3 separate regions of the Mus musculus genome follow, and all the other regions are linked to region 2. A link is a contact called in public Hi-C and promoter capture Hi-C data. All regions are on one chromosome and are shown on one strand. The core of a region is the stretch at or near the end of the contact, and the rest is flanking DNA. Distances in the headings are between cores, read along the strand shown.

The links. Promoter capture Hi-C pulls out the DNA fragments that hold promoters and counts their contacts. Hi-C and Micro-C count contacts between places; a contact is called where the count stands out from the background.
Region 1: a promoter capture Hi-C map of pre-B cells shows a contact between it and region 2, with 3 times the contacts expected there. The contact joins the enhancer-like site here to the promoter of Dmc1 in region 2. A contact is called at or near these places in 7 of 39 promoter capture datasets (embryonic stem cells, hippocampal neurons, liver and 2 more).
Region 3: a Hi-C map of bone marrow-derived macrophages shows a contact between it and region 2, with 18 read pairs. The contact joins the enhancer-like site here to the promoter of Dmc1 in region 2. A contact is called at or near these places in 10 of 39 promoter capture datasets (the 3T3-L1 cell line, 3T3-L1-derived adipocytes, the C10 cell line and 4 more), 2 of 484 Hi-C or Micro-C datasets (bone marrow-derived macrophages and regulatory T cells), 4 of 115 datasets of contacts at active chromatin or transcription factors (embryonic basal ganglia and embryonic stem cells) and 2 of 9 other capture datasets (embryonic trunk and pancreatic islet).

The regions. Positions count from the first base shown.
Region 1 is chr15:80,048,956-80,051,655 of GRCm38.p6, reverse strand. No RefSeq gene overlaps it. Among named protein-coding and RNA genes, the nearest start is that of Gm41362, 9.4 kb to the left of the region's middle. Within about 2 kb of position 1,390, at least 29 of the 459 cell types and tissues checked have an H3K27ac peak or open chromatin away from gene starts, as enhancers often do. A contact at or near this core is called in pre-B cells, where this site is marked.
Region 2 is chr15:79,603,810-79,606,509 of GRCm38.p6, reverse strand. Dmc1 (DNA meiotic recombinase 1) reads left to right here and starts at 1,401. Exons shown (of 14, transcript NM_010059.3): 1 at 1,401-1,548.
Region 3 is chr15:79,207,931-79,210,630 of GRCm38.p6, reverse strand. It overlaps Gm10863 (predicted gene 10863), which reads right to left. Exons shown (of 5, transcript NR_029470.1): 3 at 586-678; 4 at 382-440. Among named protein-coding and RNA genes, the nearest start is that of Gm52189, 15 kb to the left of the region's middle. Within about 2 kb of position 1,405, at least 116 of the 459 cell types and tissues checked have an H3K27ac peak or open chromatin away from gene starts, as enhancers often do. A contact at or near this core is called in bone marrow-derived macrophages, embryonic stem cells and regulatory T cells, where this site is marked.

The sequences.
Region 1 (2,700 bases), core at 141-2,640, 450 kb before region 2:
TTCTTCCTGAGCCAGTGAGAGCAGATGCCTGCCAAGACGTATTTACCCCTTCCTTAGAAGCACACGTTCCGGTCAGCCTTGTTTCTGCACCATGGACAATGCTAGGATCAGGAGCAGCTCCCGAAGCACTTCCTGGTTCCTCCATGGCTGGGATGGGCCCCGTTATTGTTAATTAGCTAGGCTCTGGAAGGGAGAGCTGTGCTCTGTTTTATAGGCTGGGGAGTGGGGAGGCCTGGGTCTGAGCGTAGGATCCACTGCTTCGCACTCTGGGCATTGCGTGCCGTTCCCCCTCTGCCTCATTTTCTTCATCCGGAAGAGCATGGCTGCATCCATGGAGGAGATCACGTGGTCCACTGATGGCCCACAGGCCATATCCTGCAAACCCGGTGTTTTGTTCATAAGCTTTCCTTAGAGCGCCCTGGGGAATAGAGCCCTGTCTATGTAGCGTTTGCCTAGCGTACACAGGACTCTGGGTTTGATTCCCCAGAATCACCTATGACTAGCCGTCAGTACATCTCCTTATGACTAGCTGTCAAGAGGATCAGAACTTCAAGGCCATCCCCAACTACGTGTTGCTTTTTTTTTTTTCTTTTTTATAATTCATTTTTATTTTATGTGCACTGGTGTTTTTTCTGCATGCATGTCTGTATGAAGGCATCCGAAACCGTGGAACTGGGGTTACAGATAGGTGAGAGCTGCCATGTGGGTGCTGGGAATTGAACCTGGGTTTTCTGGAAGAGCAGCCAGCGTTTTGTTTTGTTTTGTTTTGTTTTTTTAAATGGTGGAGCCCTCTCTCGAGCCTTGAAACTCTGTTTCAGAAACAACCAAGCAAAAATTTTCCCTAGATTTGAAGTTTTTTTTTTTTTTTTTTACGTTGAACACAGGTTTATGGATTCAAAAACAAGACCTCCCCCGTATTTAGTGCTAGCTGGCTAGAGACTAGATGGCCTTAGAGCCCACCCTTCCCCTATTGCTAACTCCCCTACCTGGCTTAAAGGTGTTGAACACATGAAGAACTTTGCTGCTCAACGATGTTTCAATGTAAATGCTTTGTGAAGCCCCAGCACCCAGCTTCATCCACTTGCCAGGTACCTGGAGGTTTTGAGAGTAGTCGGGAGGCACAGTTTAGGATGAGTCAAGCCTATGGACCCAGACCCAGAGCACTGGCTCCAGGATGTCTCCCCAACCAAAAGGGAAGAGGAAATACTGGCACCAGGTTTAGGAGGGGCTCTGGGCTCCGGGCTCCGGGCCAGATGCTGTATCCCAGGAGGCAGCTCAAGGCTTCTCCCCTAGGCCTGAGCCGGAAGCTGGGCCCCCAACACCTGGAGTTGCCATCTCCTGGTCCCCAGGATGTAGATTCCTGTGCACCCTGCCCCCACGCCTTCCTCTTCCCCACCTACATTCAGAAGCCACATCCTGCTCAGAGGGGTGGGCCAAGGCAGTCCTGAAGGAGACAGGGATGTGGGTGGAGTCTCTGGGGACCTAGGACATCCTCTCCAGGGTGGTTGAAATCCCTTCTCTGCCTCAGGTTCCTTGGAGCAATTTTTTTTTTTTTTTTTTTAGTTGAGTTTTGTTTTTGAGACAAGATCTCACAGACACCTGGCTGGTCTCGAACTTGCTATGTTCCTGAAGGGGATCTTGAACTTCTGATCCTCCCGATTCTACTCCTGAGCTCCAGGGTTACAGGCTGGCAACATCCTATCTGGTTTCAAAGGTGCTGGGCACTGCCTGCAGCAGGGCTCACAATAAGTAAACTGAGGCTGAGTTGCAGCAGAGGACACTAGAGACACGAATCCATCTCAGGCCAAAGCCACACTGAGAATGTCCTCAGCATCATAGTCACTGTGTGTGGAGGGGGGAGAGGGCAGGACAATGGGGACAAGGAGGTCTGAGGGGCCCCAGCACTGCAGGCCTGACACTTGAGACCTACTCCTCTTTATTTTTTCTGTGACCTCAGAGAAGAGCCTCCTGTGGGCCTCAGTTTCCCCATTTAAAGATGCTGCTGCTGCTATAAGCATCAGACTTGGTGCTAGAGCAGATGTGATAAAGGCCAGTGTGGACCTTGGTCCAGACCTGGGGACCGTTTGCTCAGTCCTGGGAAAGGCTAGAGCATGAGGCAGCTCTGGACTGCTAGTCTAGGGGAAGGAGTACATTTGTCTCTTGATCCTCAGTGCTCCAGCCACCTGCTGCTTCCACTAGGGGAAGGGTGGGAGTGGAGAGGCTGGGGAGGAAGCTGGGCTGAGGAGGAAGCCCCCCTCTGTTGAGAAACTGGTAGACTGACTCACTGGCTTTGACGACCTGTGGGTGGTCAGCCCAGGTGCAGCCTTGGGCCTCCCATGATAGCTCTGCCCACAAAGAACCGCTCCTTTCCTTAGGAAACCCGACGAAGGGGTGGACAACACAGAGTGAGAGCCACGCAAGACACTCCAGCCCTGTCCTCCCTGGGCTCCAGAGGGATAAAGAGTGACAGGAAAAGCATGGACAGAAGGACTGCAGGGACTTCCTGGAGTGCCATGTTTGCTGGGGCCATATGTGACCTGCCCCCTCAGATACAAAGCCACTGAGTTCAGGAGGCAACACAGCCAAACCTGTGTTCACACATGCAGATTGGAAAGGGACCCAGCACACACCAGGCAAGGACTCCACCAGTGAGCTACACATCCATCCTACTGTTTTTTTGTTTGGTTTTTCCAGACAGGG
Region 2 (2,700 bases), core at 152-2,651:
TGCACGGAACCATCGGTATGCTATCCTAACAAGCCTTTCTCTTCACTTCATGAATTTGTCATTACCGAGCTCATTTCAGTTTCTTCCTTTGAGTGTACTGCACACAACCTTCAAATATTATGAGCATTTCTTGCTCCCAGCTGTCACTACAGCAAACGACATATGTTAGATTTCCCTAAATCGTCTTGCTGCGCTCTTTGGTAGCTCTCCGGTATACTGTTGATGTCTTCTAGCGAGTTGCTCAAAAGTTACTGTATTTTCGGTGGATTCAGAAGGAGAGCCTGCCATCGCTATTGGGTTTCTTTTTTGGTTTTTCGAGACAGTGTTTCTGTGTAGCCCTGGCTGTCCTGGAACTCACTTTGTAGACCAGGCTGGCCTCAAACTCAGAAATCTGCCTGCCTCTGCCTCCCGAGTGCGCCACCACACTCGCCTTGGGTTCCTTTTCAAGTGAACAATTTCCATTCGAGAAGACGGGCAATGATTCTGTAAAGTAAGCATTTTGAAAAGCTATAGCCTTTTAAAAAACTATCCACGGGAGATAGGTCTGTCCTTCAAAATGTCAACTGTTTTGGAATTTATTCCATTTAAAAGGTTCAAAAAGAATATAGAGGTCGCCCGTATTGGTGGGTCATCTAAGACACTTAAAGCAACCTCTGCAGGTGGTCTTTCAAGTTTTTCATGACTCTGAACTGTCAGTTTCCATCTAAGGGGAAAAGGAAACAGTTTAGAGAGAGGCCTTGCTGGCATCATGGCTGGCCCGGGGTTTCTATAAACAGAACTAAAACCTCGTGTGTTTCTGTAGACCATTTAGAACCACGTTAGGGAGAAAAAAAAAATTACTCTCCATCCCAGAAGAGAGGACCGCAAATGCAGAGTCAGGAGAGAAGGGGGGATGGGAAGGCTGGGTTACCCAGCTAGGTATGAAAACCTTGGAGTGAAAGCGGCCCCAGGCAGGAGGAAAGGGACCCCCATGTTCGACCTCCTCACAGTCCAAGGTCGTCATCTCCTGTCCTTGTCAGCGGCCAAGGCTCTCCCCGTGACTCAGCAACTCCCTTCGCCCAAGGGATGCCCAGACTCTCTTCTCATACCCAAACCTCTCTCCTCAGAGTCCATGTTCCACCACTGCCCTCGCTAACCTCGGAGACCCGAAGACCCCCCACTCCCGCATCCTCCCAGCAGCCCTCACTAGGGCCCCTGCCCCACCCTCCGCTCTCCTTTGTGCTACATTTACCGATGACCCGCAGGGAGCCTTTCCTTGCCTGCTCAGGTTCTCTAGCTAACCTCGAGCCCCACCCCCACAACCTGAGCCCCGCCCACACACACTGGGCCCCGCCTACAGCCCGAGCCCCGCCTACAGCCCCAGGCCCCGCCCATCAAGGGGGCTTGCTCCCGCGGCCCTCATTTGGCGCCAAGCCCGGAGCTGTTCGACGACAGGGCGGGCTGCCGGCCTCCGCGTTCTGGGTCGGCGTTAGAATTCTGGACCGGACGGGAAAGCCGGAGCGGGTGTCGCCTTGAAAATTCTCGGGGAGGCTGTGGGTTCGAGTCGGGGTGAGTGGCGGAAAGAGGAAGCGCGGGAAAAATCTGAGGAAAACTCGACGCGTTGAGAAAGCTTTCCTCTCCGCGCCCTTTCTGTGGTAATTTTTTGGTCGCTTATTGGACTTGGCTTGGTGTCTGTCACCTTCCGCCCAGGCTCTGAGGCGTGGAGGGATTCCGAGACATGGCCAAACCTCCTGTAAATCAAGTCTGACCCAAGCCTTAAGGCCCCCTTCTTGCATTATGAGGGAACTAGGTCGGGCCTGGAAAATGGAGGCCTGGGGTGGGGGGCGACAGAGCCTCGCGCCAGGGCTCACGGGCCCCTGACCGCCTTCTCGTTGCCCCGCTGCTCGCCGCCAGGCCTCTGAGACCGAGACTGGGCACCAGCTTCTGATCCCAGGGTCGTGGTGGAAGTGATGCCAGCAGAGGCAGGCAGGGCCAGTAGATCTGACAGCCAAAGGAGAGGCGATTAGGCGATCGATCTGCGTTGTTCCTCAGGAAGAAGAGTCTGGTATTTAGAGAAATCATGCTAATAGTTAAGAGATGGGCAAGGTGATGCATGTCTGTAGTTCCAGAACTGGGGAGGTGGAGGCAGGAGAATCAAAGAGTTCCAAGCTATGTAGAAGTTAAACACACACACAGACAGAGAAGGTAGAGGCAGGAAATTACTTGCAAACTCGAAGTCAGTCTGTTCTACTTAAGGAGTTTCAGGACAGTCAAGGCTACAGGCAAAACCTTCACTCAAGACTGAAAAAACAAACAAACCCCAGTATTCCAAAAGAGCCTACTAAATACTGTCCTCTTTTTGTACCCAACTATTCGCCACCTTACTAGTTTGTTTCCTTTGTGCTGGCACCCCACACTTGACTTTGACATTAAATGAGGAAACTTGAGGTCAGCCAGGGCTACACAGAGAAACACTGTCTCAAAAAAAAAAAAAAAAGTGTCTGGAGAGATGGCTCAGTGGTTAAGAGCACTGGAAAAGTCCTGAGTTCAATTCCCAGCACCCACATGGTGGCTCATAACCATCTGTAATGGGATCGGATGCCCTCTTCTGGTCTGCCTGAAGACAGCAACAGTGTACTCACATATATAAAAATAAGTAAATCTTTAAAAAAAAAACAAACTAACAGAAACAAAAAGGGGAAACAAACAAAATAAACTAGG
Region 3 (2,700 bases), core at 156-2,655, 400 kb after region 2:
TCTGTGGGGAGCCCTCCAAGCTCTTAGGATGGTGTCAAGGCAAAAGGCCAGAGCAAGGAAGCCTGTGGATGCAATCAGCGGAAGGGGTCTGGGCATGTGCACAATTCAGACAGCAATCCAGCAGGTGGACTCCTGCCATTGGCCTGAGCTGGATGCCCTGAGAGATGGAGACAGAATAGCAGCAGCACACAGGAAGGCTGGTGGGGGGGGGGGGGGTGTCAGAGATTAGGGAGGGAGGTGAGGACTCACAGTGGCAGAAGAGGGAGGACCTGGCAGTGAGACTCTTGTTTACATTCGAATGGAAAACACTCCTTTGAGCAAGCCCTGGACTTGCCAGGTCTTTATTTTCTCATCAGTCAAGTGGAGACTGTATTATGGTACCTTATAGATTGTCCAGTCAAATCGTAAGTTTCAGTCCCTGGCTTGCCATATAGGAAGCACTGCAAAAAAAAAAAAAAGATTTAAGTAATTAATTAGAAACTTCAGTCAGGCTGTGTCTCAATAAGTAAATAAGTAAATAAATAAATAATAGAGAAGTGTGGCTTTTTTTTTTTTTTAAATATATTTTGTTAAAGCTCTGCTTGCCTGCAGCCTCTGCTTCCCTGGGGTTATGAGACACGAGTTTCTGTGATTTATCCTGATTCACTATCAAAAACTCTTACAGGCCAGGCTTCCATCCTAAAGGGAAGGAACTATTATTATTCTCACTTTTCAGAGGGAGAAACTGAGTCTCAGAGCAATGTCCCAGGCTTCGCAGCTGCTGTAAGAATGGAGATTGTAAATAGGATTGGGAGAGAGGCCAGCCTCCTTGAGCCCTTCCCTGCCTCCACTACCCAACCCGGCCCAGGCCCTCGTCTCCTACCAACCTTGTGTGTGTGTGTGTGTGTGTGTGTGTGTGTGTGTGTGTGTGTGTGATCCTGAGGAGAGAGGGGAGGTAGGAGAGGCAGGGAGGAGTGGAAAAGGCAAAGCCACCGGTGAGGCAGTGGCACAAATGGAACCCAAGAAGGCAAGAAAGACCCCAGCTGGAATGGAGCAAGACCCAGAATGGTGGACCCACAATCAGGAGGCCGAGAAATGCTTGAGGCACAGCTGAAGAAGGACCAGGAAGCTGGAGAGACAGAGGAAGCAATGTACACCCCCGTCCTGTTTAGGTACCTGGCCCCCAGGATGACCCTGAGACCCGGAGTCAGCCACCACCATGGTCATTCTTAACTCACGGGATCAAAGAATCGCCCCAAGTGAGGCAGTCTGCCTGGAGACAACAGATCACGCGGGGCGCGGCCCGTGTGAGCCCAGTGCCTTGATCAACGTCACCCACTTGTCCAGCAGCCCAGGACGGAAGCCTCTAGGCCCTTCCACGGAGTGCTGTCGTCAGCCAAGTCACATGGGGAGGCAGGCAGAAGTGGGGCAGGCAGCAGTGGGGCTATGGCGCCTTCCGGTGGCTTCTCCGCCTCCACCCCGCCCCTCAGGATACCGCTACGTTTAGAAAACAACCGAGGAAATCAAGTGGAAACATAAATCCGCCACTCGGTTCCTCCCGTTCCCCAGGGCCAGACACCCTCCCCTCTTTACACCCCCCCCCGCCCCCCAGCACAGGAAGGCAGAGCCAGCACGACTTTGGTTTGCTTTGGCGAGGCCCCGTGGGCAATGTGGCTCTTTCCCAGAATTCCTAGCAACTAGTCTTATCACCCAACACGCCCTCCCCAAAGGAACTTGGGGTACCCAGCTTCAGCCGCTTACCTTACTCACCCCTCTAGACTCATGGAAATACCCTACCTGGCTTCTTCCAGAGACAGACAACCACCCTGGCCATGTCCCTTTTATCTGTGGCCCTGTGCAGAATAGCAAGTACTGAGCTGGCACCCTGTTGCCTGCCCAGATCCCATTTAGAAGACAGGAATTACGGATGCCAAGAAGGGTCCCTGAGACCGTACATCTCTATTCAGAGGCCCCTTAGTTCACAAGCCCTTCTCAGTCTTGCTTCACTGTGTCCCAGTCTGGCCACCACACCTCTCCCAGCTTAACCACCCATAAACGTTTTCAAGCCCCTGCTAACCCAATGCCCTTCCCCTGCCCAATTCTGGCTCAAGACGGAATCTTGCTCATTCTTCAATGCCCAGCTCCACTGGTCTCTGCCAAGGACCAGATTCCAGAGTGGCACCTGCTGCCCCTGGTGTGTGCGCACAGTGTGGATAGATTTAGTGCGTGACATCACCTAAATGGGTCCTTGCCCTGTGTCTGACCACGGGCAGGGCTCAAGGGAGAAGAGCAGAGGACATGAGTAATGGCAATGGATGATGGTGGGCAGGATTGAGCTTTCAAGGACATTCTTGAAAGGTCAAAGCTCAGTGTGCTTGCTACCCCGCACACACTCCTTAGGGCTTCTGACTCCTCTCCTCCCTTCCCTTCCCCCTCCTCCCTCCTCCTCCAGATTTTATCACAGTAGACAGTGTCCCTAACCTCTCCTGAGCCCCAGCCTCTGGGGTGCAGCAGGGCTTCTTGCTCAGAGTTTGGGGTGGCACTCCTGGGTTTTAAGTCACTTCTTACCAGGGAACTGCTGTGCGGTTTTTGGAGGGCCCCAGCACAGACCCCCTAGAGCGCTGCTGGGGCTGGCCATGTAGAAAATGGACAGAAACACCCAGATTTCAGACCAAACAGAGTCCGAGAAAGAGGGATCCAAGGCCCTCAGAAGGGGTTGGT